Regions from separate parts of the Sus scrofa genome. Here region 2 is linked to region 1. A link is a contact called in public HiChIP or PLAC-seq data. All regions are on one chromosome and are shown on one strand. The core of a region is the stretch at or near the end of the contact, and the rest is flanking DNA. Distances in the headings are between cores, read along the strand shown.

The links. HiChIP or PLAC-seq counts read pairs in DNA pulled down with a chosen protein or histone mark.
Region 2: a contact with region 1 is called in an H3K27ac HiChIP or PLAC-seq map of skeletal muscle, with 5 times the contacts expected there. The contact joins two enhancer-like sites. A contact is called at or near these places in 15 of 47 Hi-C or Micro-C datasets (alveolar macrophages, brain, embryonic fibroblasts and 10 more) and 2 of 2 datasets of contacts at active chromatin or transcription factors (alveolar macrophages and skeletal muscle).

The regions. Positions count from the first base shown.
Region 1 is chr14:120,331,582-120,337,580 of Sscrofa11.1, reverse strand. It overlaps XPNPEP1 (xaa-Pro aminopeptidase 1), which reads left to right. Exons shown (of 21, transcript XM_003133180.6): 8 at 1,309-1,404; 9 at 3,515-3,596; 10 at 5,122-5,332. Among named protein-coding and RNA genes, the nearest start is that of XPNPEP1, 33 kb to the left of the region's middle. Within about 2 kb of position 3,275, at least 39 of the 83 cell types and tissues checked have an H3K27ac peak or open chromatin away from gene starts, as enhancers often do. A contact at or near this core is called in skeletal muscle, where this site is marked.
Region 2 is chr14:120,568,224-120,574,222 of Sscrofa11.1, reverse strand. It overlaps ADD3 (gamma-adducin), which reads right to left. Exons shown (of 15, transcript XM_001924738.5): 5 at 5,007-5,087; 6 at 4,029-4,178; 7 at 3,446-3,589; 8 at 3,234-3,332; 9 at 1,571-1,753; 10 at 748-1,005. Among named protein-coding and RNA genes, the nearest start is that of MXI1, 72 kb to the left of the region's middle. Within about 2 kb of position 3,377, at least 4 of the 83 cell types and tissues checked have an H3K27ac peak or open chromatin away from gene starts, as enhancers often do. A contact at or near this core is called in skeletal muscle, where this site is marked.

The sequences.
Region 1 (5,999 bases), core at 2,026-4,525:
CTTTGGGGGGTGGGTGGGTTTCTTGGGCCTGTGTGACATTGGTGAGTAAGGAGCAAGTTCTGTGGGAGATGCAAGTGTGGATTTCTGGAACAGTGAGAAGTGTGGAGGGAGAGGCCTGGGAGGTGGGGCTGCAGGGGAGGGAGCCTTGCTGTTGAAATGGAAGAGGAGAGGTGGATGGGGGATGTCTGGAATGTGGGCCCGTTGCCCAGAGGGGTCCTGGGAAGAAAGCATTACAGCCCAGACTCTGAGCCAAGTTTTAAACAGCGTTCCCGAGCTGATCTTCAAAGCAGTGTTTGGTTGTGGAGGCAGCCGCCAGCTCACTTTCCTTGTGACGCCCTCACCTGAGGGTGTTGCAGTTTGGGGGGATGGGTCCAGTGGGTGGTCCAGGGTCACCTAAACATTTCCATCAGTGTATTTTGGATTTTGTTTAACTGAACAGGGCTCTGACCTTTTGCTTGTACAAGAGGGGAGAACATATATGGCTGATAAGGCTTCTGTTCAACTGACACATGAGTACCTACTGTGTGCAGGACACTGCCGTGTGTTGGTTGAATAAGACAGATGCCTGCCCCCTTCACAGGTGGCTGTACCCTGAGTTACAGGTGCTGTTTCAGGGCAGGTGGTGGTGGTAGTGGTGATGATGGGGTGAGCACCTCCAGGGCCACAGATTCATCCTGGGGAGCAGCAGGGAGGCCCTGGCTGTGTCTGACAGCACAGGTGTGATTTAAAAGTCAAAGTCACAGTAAGTTGTATGTAGAGAGTGCCTGGGTCTTAGCACTGAAAGGCTCTGGGAATGTAAAGGGGTGGGTATATTCTTCTGACCTCTAAGAGTCAGTGAGTTCTCTCTGCTGGGCTGTGTGTTCTCAAAGTTCCCTGTGCTTCCTCCATTGCAACAGTCTTTACAGAAGTGTAACTAATTGCTGGTTTAGTAATCTGTCTTCCCTCATAGGTTGTAAGCCCCAAGAGCGCAGAGATTGTGTGTAGCTCAGAGCTCCAACCTCAGTGACCGGTATGGTACCTACAGATAGTTGGGCCTGGAAAGTACAGATGCTTCATAGACATTTATTGGATGAACAAATGAATTAATCTTGCTGGTGAGGCAGTCAGGGCTCTCAAGAGTCAACTAGCTTAGACAGAGTTACTTCTCTTGTATGGGGCTTGAATCCAGGCCTTGGGTCAGCTCAGATAACATGTTCCTTAGGCTGTGGTGCTGGTTAAGGATGTTTGGAATGGCTTCTTTCACTTGGTTCCTGCAGAACTCTGGGACCAGTCCAGGGCTGGAGTCACAAGCAGGTTTGTTTCTTGCAGGCATCTCCTGGAAAGACAAGGTTGCAGACCTTCGGTTGAAAATGGCCGAGAGGAATGTCGTGTGGTTTGTGGTCACTGCCCTGGATGAGATTGCGTGTGAGTGCCCTGGTTTCACTGTTGGGGCATGTTCTCTAATCTCTCCATTGGTTCTTTGGGAATCTGTGGGTTCATGACTGGCCAGGGAATAAGCAAAAGACTTGTCACCAAGTGAGTGTACGATATGCCAAGTAGGATGGAGAAGAAATTATAGGGAGTGGGGGAGGGGGATCTGGAGCAGAATTACAGCCAGGGGCTAAGGTTAAAGTCATGGTAATGTTCCCCTCTGGCCATTGTACTCAGGCCTGTGACACCTCTGAAAAAGCACATTTCGTCCAAACTTCCTGGTCTGTCAACATTCATGTCTCTCTATACGTGTAACAGTGAGATCACAGGAGATATTTTTTTCTTTATACTTGCCTGTATTTCCCCAAGTTCTTCACAGTAATGATGTTCTAGAAATATTTCTACTTCAGAAAACTCAGGAATTAAAAGTTCTTCACCAGGCCTTTTCATGCAGTAGCAGTTTCTTAATCTTAAGCCCTGAAACGACCCCCATGGAATTGTTTAGTGCCTTCTAGAACCTAAAGGAATCTGGTTGAAGCTTCTTATTCTCTCTGCTGTTTTCTGATTGGATTTGACCCAAGGCACCTGAGAAGAGGCACTGTCTTATCTTTTTAGTTTCTCACTACAGAAAGAGAGCTTACTGTACAGTGTCCTTTCTCTCTAATCCCCAGCCCCCAGACTTGGTCAGGAGTATCAGTGATTTGTATCCCTAATTAACTTAATAATCTTAGCATCAGAGTAAATAACGTAGAAAGCTAATTTCTCCCTTTGATTATTTAAAAAACACATTTCCATTGTGGAAAATCTGGAGAGTGCAGAGGAAGTAGAAAGAAGAAAAAAAGTATCACCTGTGATCTTGTTACACAGAGAGAATCACTGTTGACATTCTGTGCATATGTGATTTTGTAGCTTGATTTTTTTCCCCCAGTGTATCAGGATACTCTACGCATATATAAGCATAATTTGCAGTGAATATTAAATATCCCACCATAGGATTGTATAATAATTTACTCAGCCATTCTCCTAAGTATGTCCTTTCAGTTATGTCCAGTTTCCTCATGATTTTATTTCAATGCTGCCATCAAACTTGGTGCATCAAAATCCATGTCTTAATGTCTGATAGTTTTCTTGCGGCTTCTGGTTGGCTTTTAGAAGTGGTATGTGTTGGAGGGTGTGTGTGTGGTAGGGCTTTTGACCGTCTTGCCATTTACCTGCCGGAATGGTCGCACAGTGGTGCATGAATACACCCCTCTTGCCACACCCTTGCCAGTCCCAGGTACTGTTGTTTAAAAAAGTGTTAGTTTGGTCCCATAGGTAAAACACACTGCCTCATCGCTTTACTTTGAGAAGCCGTGATTTTAAAGCAGAGGTGGTACTTTTACTGCAGGGTCCTTTCTACGTTCTGATCCTCAGGAGAGCAGACATTAAGCAGCTGGAAGTGCAGGGACCAGAGCTGTTCTCTGGTTTCTCAGACACACAGTGACCTCACCAAGCCCCCTGACACTGGCGGAGGCAGGTCCTCCACCCTGCCCTGGTCCACAGCAGACCCATGGGTGGGCCGCAGGCTCGGGTTTCATTCAAGGGCCAGAGCCCCGGCTGACTCACTGCTTTTGTTCCTCTGCCGGGAAGCTCCGCCTCCCTGGGGCTCCGTGACCCTCACACAGAGGCCTCTTTTGGCCTCCCTCATGGGTGGGTCTCAGTTTTTCTATCCAAGGCCGTTTGCCTCAGATGGGAGCCAGAAAGTGGTTTCTTGCCCTGGAGTAGGGAGCATCAGAGGTTTTCTGCCGCAAGGCCAGGCCTGACCCATCACCACCAGGGGGACCATTGCAACTCTTTGTTTGGAGGGCATTTCCCCTTTTCTGACTAATAACTCCCGCATTCCCTTCTCTGGACGGAGATGTGGCAGCATAAGAAACAGTTCTGGTGCCATCATTTGGCGGATATGAGCAACTGCAGCTCAGAGGTAGGACTAGGAAGAAAGGTTCCCAGCTTCTGAGAGAGATGCCACCCAGTCCTTCCCTAGCAAGTGGAACCCCGCTCACCACCCCAACAAGCTGCCCCTTAAACTCTCAGTCAGGCAGGTGACAGGAACTTTTTTTTCCAGGGCTCTTCAATCTCCGAGGATCAGATGTGGAGCACAATCCGGTATTTTTCTCCTATGCAATCATAGGACTAGAAACAATCATGTGAGTGCTGGCCCTGCACCTGAAAGTCCTTCTCCCAGCCCCTTGGAGCCCCGACCTCCTGCTCCGGCCCTGACGTGTGCTGACGCGCTGCTTTTCTCCTGCCCTTTCCCTTTCCGGCCTCTCTTCCTTCCCTTTCTTGCCTTCCTTAACAATAGGTATTTATTTATATCCTGCTTCTCTTTTAATCCTGAAAGTGATTTGAAGTCTCTGAAAGTCTCTATAGTACTAGGAGATTAAAAAAAAAATTGGTATTCGAGGACATCAGAACAAAACCAGAGAGTGAGGTCAGTTCACCAAATTCCTGCTGCAAAGTCTTGTTCAGGCTGCAGATTTGATTCTGATGCCAGGTTTTCTAGCAGCCAATGCCAGGGGGGCTGTGGGCTCCATTATGCAATCCTGGGTCTCCACTGCAAACAGACCCTGTCATTCGGAAGGTCAGAAGTGGTTCAGGAAACCGTCCCTGAGCTGTGCCTTGTTGAATCGTCAGTTTATCTTTTAAACTGCTGCTTGTGGCCTTCCTGCCATTGCTCTTCTATTTGAATGGCTTTGTACATTCAGACAACATATTTATTCAGTGCCTGCCATGTGCCAGGGTCTCTGCTAGGTGTTGGGGCAAATGAGACAGGGCCCTGGGTTGGAGTTGGAGTTGGGGAGATGAACTTAGGCGATTCATGCACATGGTGGGCACTGACTCATCAGTAGGATGGGGAGATGGGTATTATGGGAGGGGCCTGACTTGGTCAGAGGAGGCTCTTGGGGAAAGTGATATTGAAGCAGAGATTAAGGTACATGTGAGTTAGCTGGGTTAGGGGGCGAGGAGGGAGAGAATGGCGATCAGCAGAGGGAGCAGCGTTTTCAGAGGCTCTGGGCAGGGGAGAGCACAGTGCATGTGGAGGAGGCAGAGTGGTCCAGGATGGTTGGAACCTGGAGTGAGAGGCCCACAGGTGGGCAGGCCCCTTAAGGGAGGCCTTGTGAGCCTCCCTTAGCTCCAGAGCTTGGGCTCTTGTCCCGAGGGATGAGCTTCTCAAGGGAACCACTTGGTCAGGCTTGTAAATCATAAAGACTGTTATGATTAGGGTGAAATTATGGGGAAAATTATGATTGCTGTGAAAAATAGGGTGGATAGGGAAGGCTGGAGGCAAGGAGACCAGTTAGGAGGCTGTGGCACCACTCCAGGTGAGCAACGATAGTGGCCTGAACCTGGGCAGTGACTGGGCAAGGCCACAGCGAAAGCTGGAGAGGTTGGGGGTGGTCTAGGCTATAGGCTCAAAGATCTCAATAAAGGAGAGAGGAGGAGCATCAAAGAGGACAGTGCCCAGGCCCTGGCTTGTCACCTGGTGAAGGCGACAACATATACAGGGCAGGGGACACGGTTTGGGGAGCAGGGTTTGGGAAAGGTGGGGAGAAAGGAGAAGCTGCTTGCTTTGGATTGCCAGAAGACAGACCCACTTGTGTGCATCTGCGTTCTTGTCCTCTCACTCCTATGCCCGCCTTTCCTGTCACCTTGCGTCTGGCCCCTCTGCAGGCTCTTCATTGACGGTGACCGCATAGACACCCCCAGTGTTAAGGAACACCTGCTTTTTGACTTGGGCCTGGAAGCCGAATACAGAATCCAGGTGCTTCCCTACAAGTCCATCCTGAGCGAGCTCAAGGTCCTGTGTGCCAGCCTGTCGCCTAGGGAGAAGGTGTGGGTCAGTGACAAGGCCAGCTATGCCGTGAGCGAGGCCATCCCCAAGGTTGGTAGCCCCAGAGGCCCATCTGAACCTTTCATTCCAGCGGCCAGGCCCTTCCCAGGCCTGGCCTCGTGCAATTTGCTTTTGAAACAAAGGTTGCTTGGGCAGAGTTCCAGAACTGGCTGTTGGATCAGAGGTGTCATCTCCCTGGATGAGCCCTTTGGGCTAGAGGGAGGCCCTTAGAACCCACTGAGTCCTGTGTTTTCCAGAATGTGGCATGAGAGATGATTTTAGGTGGGAAACATTCAAACTTAGGTTTATTTATACATATCTATTTTAAAAGCATTTTAACAGATGCAGAGAGCAAACTAGTGATTACCAGTGGGGAGAGGGATGTGGGGAGAGGCAAGATAGGGGTGTCTAAACACTAGAGGCACAAACTACTATGTATAAAATAAATAAGCTACAAAGATATATTGTATAGCACAGGGAATATAATCAGTATCTTCTCATAACTTTAAATGGCATTTAACCTTTAAAAATTGTCAATCACTGGGTTGTACACACCTGAAACTTACATTAAAATATATGTCAACTATATTTCAATTTAAAAATGTGTATGGTAAAAATATAATTAGTCTATAAGACCATATATTATACAGATCATTTGTTAAGACAGAGTTGAGTTTAATAAACGAAGGTAATTGAAAGAGAATCTAAAGAAGGATAT
Region 2 (5,999 bases), core at 2,128-4,627, 240 kb before region 1:
CCCCTTAAAGAAAGCTAATATTCATCGAGATTAATGATGGCTGGCTGTTAGTCTCTGTTGACAAAATTAATTTTGGGAAACATGCTCTTTTACTAGAAGATAAGAAATCATATAGACTAGGGGAAAAACACTTTGATGCCTATGCATTTCCGTGTTGAACATTACTGATTTATTTGATAGGATGAACTAATTTTGAGTACCTAGGAAATGTTTGGTGATATGCACTCCAAAATTAAACCAAATCTGAAGCAAAACATCAAAAAAGATAACTCATTTCTTTATTTATCAGTTCTTGCCTAAGGATAGCTATGCACTACCCTTATACTGACAAAATTTGGCACCATTAGGTGTTGATAACTTTTATAGTTCTGATTCATGGGTATAATATAAACTACAAAGCAGTATCAGGTAATGGGTAAAACCAGGCTCCAGGGTCAGATTGCCTGCATCCAAATCCTGACTCTGCCAGTCACAAATGATTAGCAAATCCCTCTGTGCTTCAGTTTTCTCATCTATAAAGTGGAGGAGAAACATAGCATCCTCTCTGTATTAGGAGAAGTAAATGAGAGAATTCATGAACAGCACTTAGGCCAAAGTGCCTTGCACAAAGGTTACCTGATCATTTAGAATGATGTTACTGTTAACATGATATTCTACTTTCCCAGTATTTCCAACACAGAACATTCAATTCATCAGTAACTAGGCAAGATATTTAGTGAAGGCAGACTACATAAAATGGGGGCATACTGTGATTTTGGTCCTGGGACTGGTTTCCCCATTCCGGGACTCCTCAGGCACATTCACTTTCATGTAGGTATTTGGGGAGTTCAGCCATCTTGTTTTTTCACGCTGCTGCCTCTGCGCCATGTACTTGAGAGGAGAGAGTGGCACTGTATCATCTTCGAAGGAAAAGGCAGTCACAGTTGCTGGGATTTCCACATCACTCTTGTGCCTAGGCTTTTCTCGAATGAGAGGATGCCTATAAGCATAGCCTGTTCTATATCCCTAGGAGAGGGGGAAAAACCACATTTGAAGAAATCAATCTTATACCAAACAGATTATTTAGGGTCTATTCTTCAAGCAAATGATTCAACAAGACTCCTTTACTTTATTTGTTAACAAAGAAGAAATCCTTCCAAACTCCACCTCCACATAAACACTAGAGTGGAAATCAAGCAAATTTCAAGATCGGGTTAAAATTTATCTGAGCTGACAAAGTGGTTTCCACTCATACAGTTGTTCCTGAGAAAGTAATTCCAAAACTGCTGACCAGAAACATTTTTCTAGATATAAACTGGTTTTCTGGAGGCCAAATCTCAGTGCTCATTTACGTCTTTGTTCCTGGGTCTGAAGGCAATCTGCCTCCTGACTTTTAGTGGAAGAGGGTAAAATCTAGGATGACATTTGCATGTTTCACTGTATGATTCTTAAAATATACTGAATTCCTTCCTACGGTCTAACTATGCTCCCAGAGGAGTAAGGAGCATGCTCCAAAATCAAATGGAGATGGAACATCTGCTCTTGAATCTGAAAACATGAAATCCAAGTTTATGCTCAATTTTCCACCTACCAAATTGTCCAGAGTCCTCATCAGCCCTTCAAACTCAAGCTCGCCAATCTTCCATTTTTGATGGGAACCCATATTCACTCCTCCTCCTCCAGATGCTGCTACACTGTGAGTGAAAGCTTTGTATTTCTGAAGATCCAATACAAGTAGATTGTCTACACCACCTGCTCCTGCCAATGCCTGCACCTGTAATCAATGGCAAATTAGGGAACAGAGACTAGAATGAGTATTTTTTTTAAAAAGGCACAAGTTTGGAGCTCTCTTGTGGTATAGTAGGTTAAGGATCTGGCATTTTCACTGCTGTGGCATGGGTTCAATTCCTGGCCCGGGAATGTCCATATGCCATAGGCGTGGTCAAAAAAAAGGGCATAAGTTCAATTCATCAAATATCTGTAATAGTTATTTAGGCTACCAACAAAGAAATACACTTATGAAAGCAGGCAGCTTGAAGTATTGTTTCCATCTACCTATACCTTCCAGGACTCTGATCCTCCCTGATGGAAAACACATTTAAAGCCATACCTTTTAATATGGTTCAAGAAATGGAATTCTCTTGCCAAATTTTAAAGTTCTTTCCTTGCAGTTTACCCATAGCAATCCATTAATATGTTTGCTGAAAGTTATAATTTTAAAGGAATATAAGCACTATACTGTGAATCTAAAGATATTTAGGCAGAAGTCAGCTTGCTAATTTAACTAAGCTTTTCATAGCTTCATTTGAGGAGTGACTATTAAAGAAAAAAAATGTTGGTTGTTAAGACAAGCTAAAGTTGGTAGAGAAAGTTTTTCCCTCCTTTTTGGTGGCCATTCCAATAAATTCAGATTACTATCATTTGCTTCCAGAGAATCTGTGCAGGAGTTCCCATTGTGGCGCAACAGAAACAAATCCGACTAGGAACCATGAGGTTGAGGGTTCAATTCCTGGCCTCGCTTAGTGGGTTAAGGATCTGGCATTGCCGTGAGCTGTGGTGTAGGTCGCAGACGCGGCTCTGATCTGGCGTTGCTGTGGCTCTGGCGTAGGCTGGCAGCAACAGCTCCAATTAGACCTCCTGGCTTGGGAACCTCCATATGCTGCAGGTGTGGCCCTAAAAGCACAAAAGACAAAAAAAAAAAAAAAAAAGAGAGAGAGAGACAGAGAATCTGTGCATTAAACACATTCGGCTTCTCTGGGGGAAAAAGTGGTTAATAAATATCAAATCCATTATAATATTGAAGTTGAGGCTGATGAATCCCTGGACAGCTCATGAGTTCATAAAACTTCTGGCCCTGCCCTAACACTTTCAGGAAAATGGCCGCAACATATCTGATCTTTGATAACCGGCAGTCACCTTTGTTTCTTAATTAGCACCACATCACTAGAGGGTAAAAACAGACAAATTGTGCAACTATATATCTTAAAAATAGGATTATGATGAAAATTATGTTTATGAGGCACTTAGATTTGCTGTGTGTCTGTATGTGAATTTTAATTTCCTTCCTCCTGTTTTTAACTCAAGAGATACCTGAGTTGACCCTAAACTCAAGGGAAACAGAACTTCTCTTAAAAGACAAAACAAAAGCCATCAACTGATAGGACTCTGGAAATAAGTAAACACAATACCCAACTCAACAAATAACAAAGCAAAAAAAAAAAAAAAAAAAGAGGGGAGTAAAGGGTTTTTCTTACCTGAATCTCACAGGCTATCTGCACATTAAAAATATAATGAAAAGCCTCCTCAACTGTTTCCCCAAGGGCTACCACACCATGATTTCTGAGTACCAGCACCTAAAATAGAATCCCAAAGCAATCACTTTAAATAACTGGCATAGCTTACACTGCTTTCATCAACAGTAACAGCAACAAAAATAGCTCCTTAGTTAGAAAACTCTACTACATACCTTACAACTTGGTCCCAGAACTTTCTGCAGTTGAATTCTCTCCTCTTGTTCATCGAGTGACCCTTGGTAGTCATAATAGGCGACATCTCCCAGGATCAGGGACTCTTGAGAAATTGGAAGGATCCCACACTTCATGGAGGATACCTATTTGATTAGGTTCAGGCCAAGATAACACACATTTAGTTACTAATTACACTTTCATAGGAACTGTATTCTTCAGTCAGCTCAGGCTGTGTTTACCACTCCAGCTACCTCTGTTAGCTCTTTGCTTCTTCAAGAAAAAAAAAAAAAGAACTTGGGGATACTACACAATTTACATGTTGTACTGGATATCATGAAATAGGCTTTGCTCCAAAGAACTAAATGACCCAATTATTAAACTGTTTAGTTCAAAAATGCAAATGTTATCTCTCTAGTTGTTTCCTAGAACTGTAGCATTTAGTCCAAAGGGACTTTTTACTTTCTGGATATGCAGAGCATTAATACTCTGAAAATGATTTCAAATGGCAAAGTGTAAAGCATCAGGAAAGGAAAGACATGAAAATATACACTTCCCAGGGTCACTGTCCCTTCAGTGACTTACAGCTGCTGTTGCAAGGGTATGGACGTGTATCACGCACTTAACATCAGGACGTGTTGAGTAGATTGCAGCATGGGGACTGAATCCTGTATGGTCAATTTTTAAATTAGTACTTCCCTGATCCACTACTTCTCCTATGATATTGACTTTCACCTGGAAAAATCACAAAGACATAGTTAATTGGTACACATGCTTAAAGTTTCTTGTGTTCTGCAAGCTAAACCAGGACATGGCAAACTTTTTTGGTCAAAAGCCAGATAGCAAATATTTTAGATTTTGTAGGCCTCTATTGCAACTACTCAACTCTCCCGCTACAAAAGAATGGGTGTGGCTTTGTTCCCAGAAAATTTTAATTACAAAAACAGTCTGCAACAAAACTTAGTATTTACCAAGAAGTGCCATTTCAAGAAACTAAATAACTTAAGCTCTTCACTGAAGGTCTGGACAAGTCCATCATTTACTGAAATGGCTGGAAAACATCCACTTGTAATTAACACTGCAGCACTAGAACTAATGTAGTTCCTACTGTTCTAGAGGCTAACGACAATGGCTAAGAGTACAATTATGGAAAACAAAATGCTAGAATGTTGGATGCTAGTCTCACACCAAATGAACTTTGTTTAAATCTATCTATAAAATGTATAGTCTCTGTGTGTGTGTATGTGTGGTTTTTGTTTTTTCACACAAATTACAGGGAGTACGGGGTGAAAAAAAAATCAAAATATTCTCTTTAAAACATGAATAGGTTAGCTGATTAGACCAATTCATTTACTAGGCTCTTCAACTACCCTGTTTTTCTTGAACCCTAAAGCTTTTATTTAAAAAAAAAAACCACAATGTTAACTTTCCAATTTATTCCTGTTAACTAGTAAATGCTTTTCCATCTATACCTTTTCTTATTCTGTCCTGTACTAAAAGATAAAAACTGTCAGAAAAGCACAAGGAAGCACAGAAAAAATAATACAGGAACGAAAACTGTACCAAATTGGAGGCTGTGGCTTCAGAAAATGACAGACCTCTGGGAATTATTATTATGTGGTCTTGCTCCTTACTTATTCTTACCTGGGAGAAAGAGAAAAAAATATGGAATTACTATGAGGTGTTCATATTTTGCTGTGTAAACATGACTAGGAATATATTTACAACAAATAACTGTAAGAGATCTGGGGGGAGAAAACAAAGCAGAACTTAAAGGTGTACAACATGAAACTTTCTTTGAAAAGTTTTTTTCCCTCAAACCCTCAAGCACTTGCTAAAAATATCCTGACATTAGTTCCTCATACACTGGACTTACCTAAAGTGTCACTCTGGGGGTTTTAAGGTTGTTTAGGGTCAGCTATCTTCAAGAGAAATGAATGCCAATATAATTCAACCCAAGGTGGTAATGACTATAATCTTGATTTAAATATGCAAATTAAGGGCAAATGAGCAAAAGAAAGAAAACAGAATCTTTTCCTAAGAAGGAATTAAGGTAGAGATGGAAGGGCAAACTAAGGAACAGCCGGGAGGAAGGAAGGGCTGAAAAATTGTAGGAAGATTATACTTCACATCTGTGCCATTTTCATCACACAATATTTTCATACTTTTTTGTCTCCAAATATTATCTTGTTTCAAGTGTGGCAACATGAAAACAAGATGATGATGAATGGGAAAAATATCTTTCAAAAATAAAGACCAGGGAGGAAACTTCCTGACCCCCTCTATTTTCCCTGCTCCAATTGCTTTTTAAAGCATTTTAAAAATATCACTGTCTCTCAGATATCATTAACACAAAGAGGGAAAACTCTGCCTGAGGATTTCTTCCTGGATAAGTTCTACAACTGGTCTGAATTAGAGGAACAACACAGATAGTAAATGGAGAAAAAAGTTGGGGTAACTGCAGCCTCTCTCTTAAATATAAGGTTTAAATCAGGATGAGGTCCAGCATGCCAGGCTCAGAGGATAAGGTCCAAAAACTGCACTTCTGAGAAAAGG